Regions from separate parts of the Canis lupus genome. Here region 1 is linked to region 2. A link is a contact called in public Hi-C data. All regions are on one chromosome and are shown on one strand. The core of a region is the stretch at or near the end of the contact, and the rest is flanking DNA. Distances in the headings are between cores, read along the strand shown.

What was found. A called contact is a pair of places that touch in the nucleus more often than the background predicts.
Region 1: a contact with region 2 is called in a Hi-C map of skin fibroblasts, with 4 times the contacts expected there. The contact joins the promoter of CCDC116 here to the promoter of TMEM191C in region 2. A contact is called at or near these places in 3 of 9 Hi-C or Micro-C datasets (amygdala, blood and skin fibroblasts).

Annotation. Positions count from the first base shown.
Region 1 is chr26:31,071,271-31,077,534 of UU_Cfam_GSD_1.0, reverse strand. CCDC116 (coiled-coil domain-containing protein 116) reads right to left here and starts at 1,861. Exons shown (of 3, transcript XM_038575989.1): 1 at 556-1,861; 2 at 101-240. The coding sequence starts at 769. YDJC (carbohydrate deacetylase) reads left to right here and starts at 2,729. Exons shown (of 5, transcript XM_038575982.1): 1 at 2,729-2,964; 2 at 3,053-3,212; 3 at 3,417-3,516; 4 at 3,654-3,831; 5 at 3,990-4,645. The coding sequence starts at 2,801. The coding sequence ends at 4,365.
Region 2 is chr26:30,924,476-30,930,168 of UU_Cfam_GSD_1.0, reverse strand. It overlaps TMEM191C (transmembrane protein 191C), which reads left to right and starts at 1,691. Exons shown (of 10, transcript XM_038574536.1): 1 at 1,691-1,865; 2 at 2,115-2,238; 3 at 2,399-2,449; 4 at 2,571-2,648; 5 at 2,792-2,848; 6 at 2,932-2,991; 7 at 3,090-3,154; 8 at 3,232-3,304; 9 at 3,531-3,571; 10 at 3,668-3,869. The coding sequence starts at 1,711. The coding sequence ends at 3,869.

The sequences.
Region 1 (6,264 bases), core at 612-3,111, 150 kb before region 2:
CAACAGATGCTGAGAAAGGGGGGCTGTGATCTGGGGTGCTGGAGCTGGTAGGGAACATTTTGGGGGTCTTGGGAGTCAGGGCCTTGCGGCACACACGTACCCGGGCCACGTAGGTGGTGTGGCCAGCCTCGTCATCTGCCAAGTATCCAGAATGGTGGTGGCAGCTGGTCATGGTGAGGGTGGACCGGCCAGCTATACGCCTCTTCTCTCCGGTGCCGGAGCACAGCCACGGATTCCTCTCTGCGCCAGCGGGGGACGGCGTGAGGGTATGCCTAGGCCTCCATGGATCCACCGCTCCCGTGTCTGTCAGCCACTGCGTCTGCGGGTCCCTCGCTCCCCTCACCCCACGTCCTTCACGCATCGGGCCCTTCCTCTGCTCGGGGTCCCCTGGGCGTCTGCGCACTGTCCGTGTCCAGAGTCGTCGGGGGTGGGGTCCCCAAGGACGACTGCATCCTGCCTCCGACCAAGTCTGGGTCTGCGTGTGTCCAACCCTCCCCTTCTCTTAGACCCCAAATTCCCTGGGGTTTGCCCCTGGCCCAGAGCCAACCTGCTCACCAGAGTCCGCGCCTCGCTGGGTGCCAGTTAGCGGAGTCTGCACCCTCTCCCGGGTGCGGACGCTGAGCTCTGGAGTCACCCGGACCTGCCCCGCTTGCTTATTTACATGCTGCGTCCTGATTGGCTCGCAAGGCCTTCCAGCCCCCGGCACAATGGCTGGGGGCGGGACCCAGATAAGCCCCTCCCCGCCTCTCCGTCTTCGCCCCGCCCACATTCGCTGTGGATGCTCGGGGCTGCTCACCCAGGCCGGAGGACCGGGAGCTCGGATCGGCGCTCTGCATCTGAGGGGAGCCCTAAGGGTAAAAACCACGGCTTCCTCTAGTGACACAAGCACCTTCCTCAACTGCACTCCGGTCGCTGCCTTGTCCTGGGCTTCCTGCTGACCGCTCCTTTCTAGGGTTCTCCCCTTGCCCAGTGTGGACGACCCCAGCGCCGGTGGGGATGTCTTCAGCCCTCTCCCCTCCGCGGTGTCCCTGAGCGCAGTGTAAGAGTCTCAGTTCCAAGTCACAGACCTAGCTTCAATTCCTAACTCTGCTGTTTCCTGCCAGCGTGACTCAACCTCTCTGATCATTTGCTCCTCCTCTGTAAATAGTTGAGCATCCTTCATACAGGAGTATGGAGATTAAATCAAAACTGCGTGCAACACACCCGGCGCCCAATAAAAGCCCTGTGTATCTTTCCCTCTTTTCCCCCTCGGCTTAGTAAACTCCTAATGTCCCTCCCAGGTGTCCCCTCCTCTGAGAAGCCTTCCCAGAAGGTGTGCCACCCAAAACAGAATTACCAAAAACCCTATTCCAGACTCTCCCACACCACATTACTACTTGTCTACCAGATGGTGCTCCTTGGGGTAAGGAACTGAGGCACCCCCCCATCTCTAATATTTCTAAAATTAGAAAATTATTCTAATTGAATAAATGTCAATTTCCTCTTTCCAATCTGCTTGCCATCAGGGCCTCTGGCCTTTCCAGGATCAGCATCCCAGTGGAGAAACATAGTCGAAGTCCAACAATTCAATAATCACAATTGAACACAACAATCCTTATGCCAAGAGGCTGATGAAGAGCTCAATATGGGGCTTCTGATCTGTAAAACATCCCATGAGGAGCATATGATTTGTTATGCTCAAGCTCAGCTTTGCCCTCTCTGCCCTTGACCCAAGGTACAGGTAGGAAGTAGACAACCAGAGTAGGCCCAGAGCTTTGGAGGCCAGTCCCAGCTCCACTACTCCTGGAAGGGTCACTTTGGGCAAGACACTTCTCCCCTCTGAGCATCAGTTTCCTCTTCTGTAAAACAAGAAAGACATTACCAATCCCCTGGGCTGGATACAAATGCTGCACTTTCCATCAGGTGCATCAAAACAGCCACATCACAATGAAACCTCTCACTGTCAACCATGGTGACTATTTGTAGAGTCATCAGCAAGGAAAGTTTTTGTGGACCATAGAAGAAGAAAAAAATGAGATTATGAATGTAAAACTGTAGTCTGGCACAGAGCTCAAGTTGTGGAATTAGGGACTAAGGCTTTCTCAAACAAAGCCATTGGTATGCAAGTTTTCTTGTTTATTTTTTTAATTGTATTTATTTATGATAGGCACACAGTGAGAGAGAGAGAGAGGCAGAGACACAGGCAGAGGGAGAAGCAGGCTCCATGCACCAGGAGCCCGACGTGGGATTCGATCCCGGGTCTCCAGGATCGCGCCCTGGGCCAAAGGCAGGCGGCAAACCGCTGCGCCACCCAGGGATCCCGAGATTTTTTTTTTTCCAATAGGGTTTTCCCTCCTGTATTTTTCATTTCTTTTAAATTTTTTATTTATTTGAGAGAGAGAGAGCGAGCCCGCGAGTACGAGCAGGGGGGAGGGGCAGAGGGAGAGGGAGAAGCGGACTCCAGGCTGAGCAGGGAGCCCAACCCGGGGCTGGATGCCAGGGCCCTGACACTATGACTTGATCCGAAGGCAGATGCTCAACCAACTGAGCCACCCAGGCGTCCTCGTATTTTTCACATTAAGACCATTTTTTGCAGTTCCTGAAAGTCCCGCGTTAGGATAAAACCGGCCACGGTCGGGTTAGGGCAGCGCCCCGCAGGGTGGGAGGGCATCGTCGCAGGGGCCACCGCGGGGCGGTGGGCGGTGAGAACAAAGGCCGCGAGCAGCCGCGTCGGGGAGCGCGCGGGGCGGAGCCTGGGCTGCGTCTGGGGGCGGGGCCTGGATCCGGTGCTCTGGGGTCCCCAGCCTCGGCGGGAGTGGCCATGGCCCGCCCGCGAGTGCGGCTGGTGGTCACCGCGGACGACTTTGGTTACTGCCCGCGGCGCGATGAGGGCATCGTAGAGGCCTTTCTGGCGGGGGCTGTGACCAGCGTGTCTCTGCTGGTCAACGGCGCAGCGGCAGAGAGCGCGGCGGAGCTGGCCGGCAGGTGAGCGGCGGCACCCTGCGGGGGCGGGCGGGCTTGGGGAGCCGCCGCCGGGCCGCAGCCCAGGCTCCGGCTCGCGCTCCGCCTGCAGGTACCGAATCCCCACCGGCCTCCACGCCAACCTGTCCGAGGGCCGCCCCGTGGGCCCGGCCTGCCACGGCGCCTCGACGCTGCTCAGCCCCGAAGGCTTCTTCCTCGGCAAGATGGGATTTCGAGAGGCAGTGGCGGCCGGAGGCGTCGCCTTGCCCCAGGTGCGGAGATGCGGCTGCCGGAAGGGGCTCGCGATGACCTCCACGGCTCCACCCCGAGGGTCCCGTGAAGCCGTTAGGGGCAGGGGCGTGCGATGGACGCTCTCCTGACTCAGACTGGAGCAGCCACGCGGGGGCACCTGGAGGGAGCCTCCTACGTCGCTGCTCCCTGACTTCCAAGGTGCCTGTTGTCTGTCCTCTGTCCAGGTGCGGGAGGAGCTGGAGGCCCAGCTGATTCGCTTCCGGGAGCTCCTGGGCGGGGACCCCACTCACGTGGACGGGCACCAGCACGTGCACGTGCTCCCAGGTTGGTGGGGGTGGACACTGTTCCCTGGCGGGGGCTACGGGTGAGAGGTGGTCCCGGGTCCTAAGCGTCCCCCCCCCCCCCCCCCCCCCCCCCCCCCCCCCCCCCGGTGCTGCATCCTGCCTCCTCCCCGCCCGCAGGCGTGTGCCAGGTGTTCGCAGAGGCGCTGCAGGCCAACGGGGTGCGCTTCACGCGGTTGCCGGTGGAGCGCGGGGTGGGCGGCTGCGCGTGGCTCGAAGCCCCCGCGCGTGCCTTCGCCTGTGCGGTGGAGCGCGACGCCCGGGCCGCCATGGGCCCCTTCTCCCGCTACGGCCTACGGTGAGGCCCCTGTCCCGCCCATATCCCCGTGGGTCCTGCTGGCAGTTCACCTGACAGCTGTGTCAGTTCCTCAGGCCTCCACTGGCGTGGCCCCCCCAACCCCAGCCCTGCCCATCACAGCCCTGCTGGTCCTTGCCGCTGATGACCCATACCCGCAGGTGGACGGATGCCTTCGTGGGCTTGAGCACCTGCGGCCGGCACATGTCTGCTCACCGCGTATCAGGAGCACTAGCGCGGGCCCTGGAAGGCATACCCACCGGCCGTACCCTGACAGCCGAGCTGATGGCCCACCCCGGCTACCCCAGTGTGCCTCCAGCTGGGGGCTGCGGCGAGGGCCCCGATGCCTTTTCCTGCTCTTGGGAGCGGCTGCATGAACTGCGTGTCCTCACCGCGCCCACACTTCGGACCCGACTTGCACAGGAGGGTGTACAGCTCTGCACCCTGCACGACCTAGACTCCAAGAGTCATGGGGAAGGGATCCCTGGAGAAGCCACTCTGGAAACATTCCTGGAGCCCTCCCCACCATGCCCCTGACAAGCATAATGTCCTTTAGTGCAAAGAAAGGGGGCCAGTGTCAAGCCCTGGGACAGCCAGGAACCAGGTGGCGGGGCGGGGGTCCAGTAACATACTCCCTTCGGCAGGCCCCTGTCACCTCTGTGTCTAGGTCCTTGTGGCTCAGAATGGCTGCCAGAGCTTTGGCAACCCATCTTGGCTGCAGGCAGGTTGGCCCTGTGACATCTGAGCCTGGGGCCTGCCAACCATCTTCCTTATTCAGATGTAGTGGAGAGAGACCACTGTATTAAAATATGTCTTGTAGGGATCCCTGGGTGGCGCAGCGGTTTGGCGCCTGCCTTTGGCCCAGGGCACGATCCTGGAGACCCGGGATCGAATCCCACGTCGGGCTCCCGGTGCATGGAGCCTGCTTCTCCCTCTGCGTATGTCTCTGCCTCTCTCTCTCTCTCTCTCTGTGTGACTCTCATAAATAAAAAAAATAAATAAAGTATGTCTTGTAAACTTGGGTGGTTTTTAAACACTGCCCAGAAAATGTTTACAGACACAAGAAAGACCAAAGGCAACTCCTTCAGGGCCCAAACCTGGTTATTATAACAGAATAGATACACAAAACACTCCATGTTCTGGCTTTGTTCATGCTTAAGTTTATTATTTTGGGGGGAGGGAGGTTGGGAGAAGAATGTCTCACCAGGCTACTTTTTGAAAGATAATATAATCTCAAATTTTATTTAAAAAGTCACCTGATTGTTGTTTTTTAAGTCAACTCCATACCCAGAGTGGAGCCTAATGTGGGGCATGAGCTCAGGACCCTGAGATCGAGACCTTAGCTGAAATCAAGAGTTGGAGGCTTAACTGACTGAGCTACCTAGGCACCCCAAAAGCCACCTGTTCTAAACAAGCATCCCTTTGCCATCCTAGGGGCAGATCTGAGGAGGTCCTACAAACCTATTTAAAATTTTCCAGGAGGAACAGTCTTCTGTGGAAATGGGATACAGGACTCTTCACTAGACCTGGTGATGTGGGCATGCCCCGTCACTGGGGCTCAAGTGTCTTGGATCAGGAGGTGCAAGCAGCAGATGGGGAAGGTGGTAGAGAGTTCTTGGGAGCAAGGAGTCTGCCCCACTGTGGAGTGTGGAAGGGCAGATGGAACAATGATCTTTCCTGTCTCATTTAATTTCACATAATCCCCTATGCACAGGGACCAATATCCCCATCTTACAGACCAAGAAGTACGAGTGATAGAGCAGGACTTTGAAGCTACCTGTTCCTTTATTCACCATGCACCGTGTCAGACAAGGAATCAGGTGCCCACGTACAGCTTTCTGAAGGGTAAGGGTGGGATCTTGCTCCTCCTTCCTGCTGCCCCCATCCTACACCTCTACCCCCTTGACTGTGGCTTCACCCCACTCTTTTCTGGCTCCATCTTTCAACCTAACCTTCCCTAGACCGTGATACTTTCAGCAACAGGCCCTTTCCTCCATGGCTGTAAACTGGCATCACTTAGTCCCTCCTAGTGCTTGGCCCTCACCTCCTTGCCTCAGCCCAGTGGGGTCTGGCCACCCTGCTGCAGGCTGCTGGCTTGAGCTGGTAAGGGTGGCCTGAAGGCAGCCTGTTGGCACAGAGGCACCTCCTCTGAGGGGGAGAAGGGGTTCTATTTTGAGAGGAGGAGGCAGCTGGCTGTGTGGCTCTGAGGCTCAGGACAGAGGCGTGGGTGGCTAGGAGAGACCTGGGGTCTACACAGATGCTAGATGAAGCTGTGGAGTGGGCTACTGTTGCTCAGGGAGAGAGGAGTGAGCAGAGATGAGGATCCGATCAGCCCTAGGGATCATAAGCATGTAATAGTGGAGAGAAGAGAGGGGCCATGGCCAGACTGATAGAATAATCTGGAGACCAAGGTCCACCTCACAAGGGGAGGGAAAG
Region 2 (5,693 bases), core at 442-2,941:
CTATCCCTGACTTGTCCCAGGCACTCTCCAGTGCCCCAATCCCTACCCCCCCCCCCCCCCCCACTGCAGGGAAGTCTGGCCAGTCCTGCCCACTCCTGCTCCTGTATAAATAACCCGAAGTGACTTCGGTCTTGCTTACACTTCTCAGAATTAGTGAGAAGCAACCTAGCTCCCCTTGACACCTGCGAGTCGTGGTGACTCTCCGCTGGGCCCCTGAGGTACAGCACGCGGCCCTCACCCTCAGCCCCTGTCCCTGCACAGCCCCCTCCTCCCACCCCATCCCCCCTCCTCCTCCCCACCCCCTGGGACTCACTCGCCCCTGCCTATGTAGTTTATGTAAATCCCCTGCACATCTCCTTCTACTTGCTATTTTTTAAGCATCGACATTATTTTCAGGTCTCTTCATGTTGATCTTAGTAGATCCTAGTTCATTTTAGGTGCTCTGTGGGATTCCTTTATAAATTGTTTCATATGGTGGGACGCCTGGGTGGCTCAGTGGTTGAGCGTCTGCCTTCGGCTCAGGGCGTGATCTCTGATGAGTTTCCGGATCGAGTCCCACGTCGGGCTCCCTGCACGGAGCCTGCTTCTCCCTCTGCCTGTGTCTCTGCCTCTCTCTCTGTCTCTCATGAATAAATAAAATCTTAAAAATATATAAATAGTTTCATATATCATATTTCAGTCTTTAATTACACGTTGGAGGCGCCCTTGGGCAGTTCCCAATGCTCTGCAAACATGTCAGAAAGTTCCTCTGGGGCATATACTCCACAGCTAAATTGTGGATCCTGGAGGGCCACATACCCAGTCACTGCTCCTACCCCACAGCTCCCCCAGTGACCCGAGGTCGATGCACAGGGCTACCAGGTTCACTCACATCATTGCTTATATTTGATGTCAACTGACTGTTACTCTGTTGGCTGCTCTGGTTGATGGAAAATGCAGAGCATGTCTTCAGACTCTTCCTGGGCGTTCGTGGGCTCCCCTCGGGGCAATGCCCCATCCGTCCCTTTGATGTTTGGTCTCATAGTGGCCCCTATGAAACCCTATATGGGTTTCCCATATACTCTAGTTACTAATGCTCTGATGACAAAGATCTTTTTCTATCCTGTCACCCATTTGTAGCATTTGTCCACGGTGTCTTTTTTGTTCCAAGTGGGTTTTTATTTTTATTTATTTATTTTTTAAAGATTTATCTATTCGTGAGAGACACAGAGAGAGAGGCAGAGACACAGGCAGAGGGAGAAGCAGGCTCCCCGCCGGGAGCCCGATGCGGGAACTCGATCCCGGATCCCGGGATCACTACCCGAGCCGAAGGCAGGCGCCCACTTCTGAGCCACCCAGGGATCCCCAAGTGGGTTTTTAAATGAAACCTAATTACATACGGTGAAATGCATAGATCTCGGGCGTTCCATCCAGTGAGGTGTGACTGATGTCTACGCTCGGGGAGAGTTTGCAAGTTCCATCGTCAATACTGGGAATCAGTCTTTCTTCGTTTTTCTGCATTAGGTATTAGTATTTTATCGACCTTGTGCGGATCCGATTTGGGCTCTTGCGTAACGTTTGTTGCACGAGGGACGTAGCTTGCTCCCGCCGGACTCGCGGCTGCCGCGGCCCGGGGCCTGCGCTCGGGCGCCCCCTGCCGCCCATTGTGACGCCGCCCGCGCGCCGGGTCCCCGAGGCCCGCAGCGGCGGGGGGACCGAGCCCCCGGAGCCATGGCCGAGGCGCAGGAGCTGCTGCTGCAGCTGCAGAAGGACAACCGCGACGGGCGACTGCGGAAGCAGGAGCTGGAGGAGCTGGTGCGCGGGCTCGAGGCCGAGAGCGAGAGCCTCACCGGGCGCCTGCAGGGTCTGCGCGAGCGCGAGCGCAGGTGCGCGGGGGTCGGTCCCACGGAAGGCGGCGCCCGCGGCTGGGCGGAGGGGGCGGCCGGCTCGTCGGTTCCTCCTCCCCGCCCGGGCGCCAACCTCCGCCCTAGGCCGGCGGGGCCTGGAGGGTGGGGACCCACGACGGGGAGGGTCAGCACCCGGCACGGGCTTCCTCGGCCGCGCTCGCGGCTGGCCTTTCCCGGAGGCCGCGGGGGCCCGAGCGCCGTGGCGCCGCCTCAGTTTCCCCTCTGCAGCCTGCAGCGGAAGCGAAACCAGGCGGCGCGGGCCCTGCGCGGGGAGGCGCGCGAGGCGGCGCGGGAGGGCGCGGAGCGAGCGCGCGGGCTGCTGGAGGCGGCGGAGCAGCGCAAGCAGGACCTGGTGCGGGCGGGGCCCCGGGTGGGGTGCGGCGGGGGGGCCCCGGGTGGGGTGCGGCGGGGGGGCCCCGCGTGGGGTACGGCGGGGCCGCGGGTGGTGCCCGGCCCCCCGCGAGGCCGGGGTCTCCGAGAGGCCCAGGCAGCCCCCTCGACCCCACCCGCAGGAGCAGCACAACCAGCAGCTGCAGGAGCAGTGGGAGGAGCTGTCGAGTCAGGTACACTAGGGGGCGGGCCTCGGGCTCCGGCGTCCCCGAGGAAGTCCCTGGGGTCCCGCCGCCCAGGACAGTCCCCGCCCCTCCAAGCCCCCGACCCCGCGCTCACAGACCCCATCCCCAGCTCTTCTACTACGGAGGCGAACAGCTGAGTCAGCAGCACGCAGAGCAGCAACTCGGGACCCAGCTGATGGCGTTGCAGGTGTTTGGGTGGGGGGCCCTCCCAAGACGCGAGCGGCGGCGCGGGGTGGGGGGCATGACAGTCTGGGGGCGGGGGCGGGGGCGGGGGCGGGGGCGGGGTCGCGGGCGCCCCAGACTCCTGACGTTCCTTGGATCCGCCGGAAGAAACAAGTGGAGCTGGTGGAGGCCAAGCACGCCGAGCAGGCGGAGAGCCTGCGGCAGGTGCGGGCGGAGCGCGGGGCCGGGCCGGGTGCGGGGCGCAGAGGCTGTGCTACCCGGGGCTCATCGGGGCTCCCTCCCCCCAGGGCGCGCAGCGGACGGAGGAGGCCTGGGCCAGCTTCCAGGAGCAGAGCGGCGTCCTGCAGGTACCGCCCCTCCGCCGAGAGCCGCTCCGGCGCCCCCAGCCTGCGGCGCCCCGCCGCGAGCTCCCCCGCGGGTCCTGAGGCCTCGCCCACCTCCCCAGGAGCTGCAGGCCAAGGTGATGGAGGCGGCGGCCGCGCTGGACGCCTCGCGGGGCGGCGCCGAAGTGTAAGCGGCCCGGGCCGGGGTGCGGTGGGGCGACGGCGGGGCGAGTCCGGCCGCCCACCTCGGCGCCCTCCCGGCAGGTGCGACTCCCAGCCGCGCCGGGTGCAGGACTGCGCGGGCTCGCTCATGGAGGAGGTGGCCAGGGCCGACTGCGTGAGCGCGGGCCCCGGCGGGGCGGGCGGAGGGCGGCGGGCGGGACCGCCCCACGGGGCCCACCCGCGCCCCCGGGGCCCCACCTCCCCGAGGGCCCGCCCCCGACGGACTGGCGAGCCCCCCCCGGACACGCGCGGCGGGGGGACTGGGTCCCTCCCGACTCGCGCCCCTTGGAGCCCGCGGCCCCGCCGGGCGCCCAGCTAGACGCGGCTCCTTCCCTCCGCAGGAGAGGCGGCTTGTCGGTGGCGCCGGCAGGGCGGGCATCAGGTGAGCCGGCGGCGGGCGCGCGGGGCCCGGGCCCACCCCTCGGCTCCCCCGCCACCGCCCGCCTGTCCGTCCGTCCGTCCGTCCTTGGGTCCGCAGGTGCTGGGCGCGCGGCGCGCTGCAGACGCTGCTGCTGCTCCCGCTCGGCTTCCTGGCGCTGCCGCTGCTCCACGTGCTGCGGGCGGACCCCTGCGCGCTCCGCGGGCTCCCGCGCTGCGGCTCGGCCTCCGCCTGGCGCCGCCTGCGCTACACGCTGTCCCCGCTGCTCGAGCTGCGCGCGCGCGGCCTGCTGCCCGCCTAGCGCATCACGCTGGCCGCGGCCGCCCGCACCTCCGTGTCCCGTGTGGTTTCTGGGCGCCGGCGGGGGCCGGGGAGACTCGCGGGGGGCCGTGCTGACCCCCGGCCCAGCGGCCCCGGCAGCTCCGGCTCGGCGGCCGCGGGGACTTCGGGCGGCTCGTGCGCCTGCAGCGCAGCGACCCCTCGTCCGGCGCCCGCGCCCGGGCCTCGCGCCAAGGGCCCCGGCAGCCCCCGCGGCCGCCCCAGGGCCACCTCGCAAGGGGCCAGTACCTTAGCTAAGCTTGCCTTGCCCCCCCACACCCCGCGGGCGAGCCTGGGGGCAGGGCAGAGGGTCGGGTCTCCCGGGGCGCCGGCGCGCATCCCTGGGGGGGCTCTCGGGGTGCGGCCGCCGCGGCCTCGTGGGATCGTCGTCCTACGCTGAGTGCGAGTGAGGAACCCGGGGGGGGGGGGCTTGCCTGCTGCACACACCGCCCTACTTTGATTCTTTACGCTTTTTGGTACTAACATTGTTCCGTGGACTCGTGCTCGTTGCGGGGGCGCGCGCACGCCACCCTCGGGGGTTTGGGTTGTGGCCTCCGCAGGTTTTCTTATTGATTTGTAGGTGTGAGTTTTTTTTTTTTTTTTTTTAGTCTTTTTGGAGTTAAGTTTGTTTATGTAACCCTGTGTATAAAGTTTTATCAAATTTAGAAATTCTGGGGGGCGCCTGGGGGGCTCAGTGGTGGAGCGCCTGCCTTCGCCCGGGGCGTGATCCTGGGGCCCGAGGATCGAGTCCCGCGTCGGGCTCCCTGCAGGAAGAAGCCTGCCTCTCCCTCTCCCTCTCCCTCTCCCTCTCCCTCTCCCTCTCCCTCTCCCTCTCCCTCTCCCTCTCCTTCTCCCTCTCTCTGTGTCTGTCATTAATAAATAAATAATCTTTTAAAAATAGGAATTGTGTGTTTTGTCCAAAAAAATACATTCTTGTCTAGGAATTGTAATCTTCTCCTGTATTAAATACTTTCAATTGGTGTAAACGTTTTGTTTGTATTATATTCGTTATAACAGTTTGTTGCTGACCATTTTGTTGATCGATTCATGCATAGACGGGCATTTGGGTTGTTCCCACCTTTTGGCTGTGGTGACTAATGCTTCTGTGAACATCGGTGTGTAAACATTTGCTTGAGTCCCTGCCTTCACTTCTTTTGGGTATAGGCACAAACGTGGGATTGCTGGGTTTGAGGACGAACCGCTAGATGGGGTTCCACATTTTACATTTTCATCAGAAGTTCTGCATCCTCACCATTTGTATGTATGTATGTATGTATGTATTTATTTATTCATTCGTTCGTTCGTTCATTCATGATAGACACAGGGAGAGAGAGAGGGGGGCAGAGACACAGGCAGAGGGAGAAGCAGGCTCCATGCAGGGAGCCCGATGTGGGACTCGATCCCGGGTCTCCAGGATCACACCCTTGGCTGAAGGCAGGCACCAAACTGCTGAGCCAACCAGGGATCCCCTTTACTTATTTTTTAAAAATATTTTACTTAATTCTGGGACGCCTGGGTGGCTCAGCAGTTGAGCGTCTGCCTTTGGCTCAGGGCGTGATCCTGGGATCCGGGATCGAGTCCCACATCGGGCTCCTAGTGGGGAGTCTGCTTCTCCTTCTGCCTGTCTCTCTCTCTCTCTCTCTCTCTCTCATGAATAAATAAAATATTAAAAAAAAGATTTTACGTAATTCTTTGAGAGGGACAGAGAGAACAAGAGGGAAAGGATGAGAAAATCTGAAGCAGACTCTGTGCTGAGTGCAGGGCTGGAGGGAGGAATCCATCCCACAACCATGACACTGTGACCCTA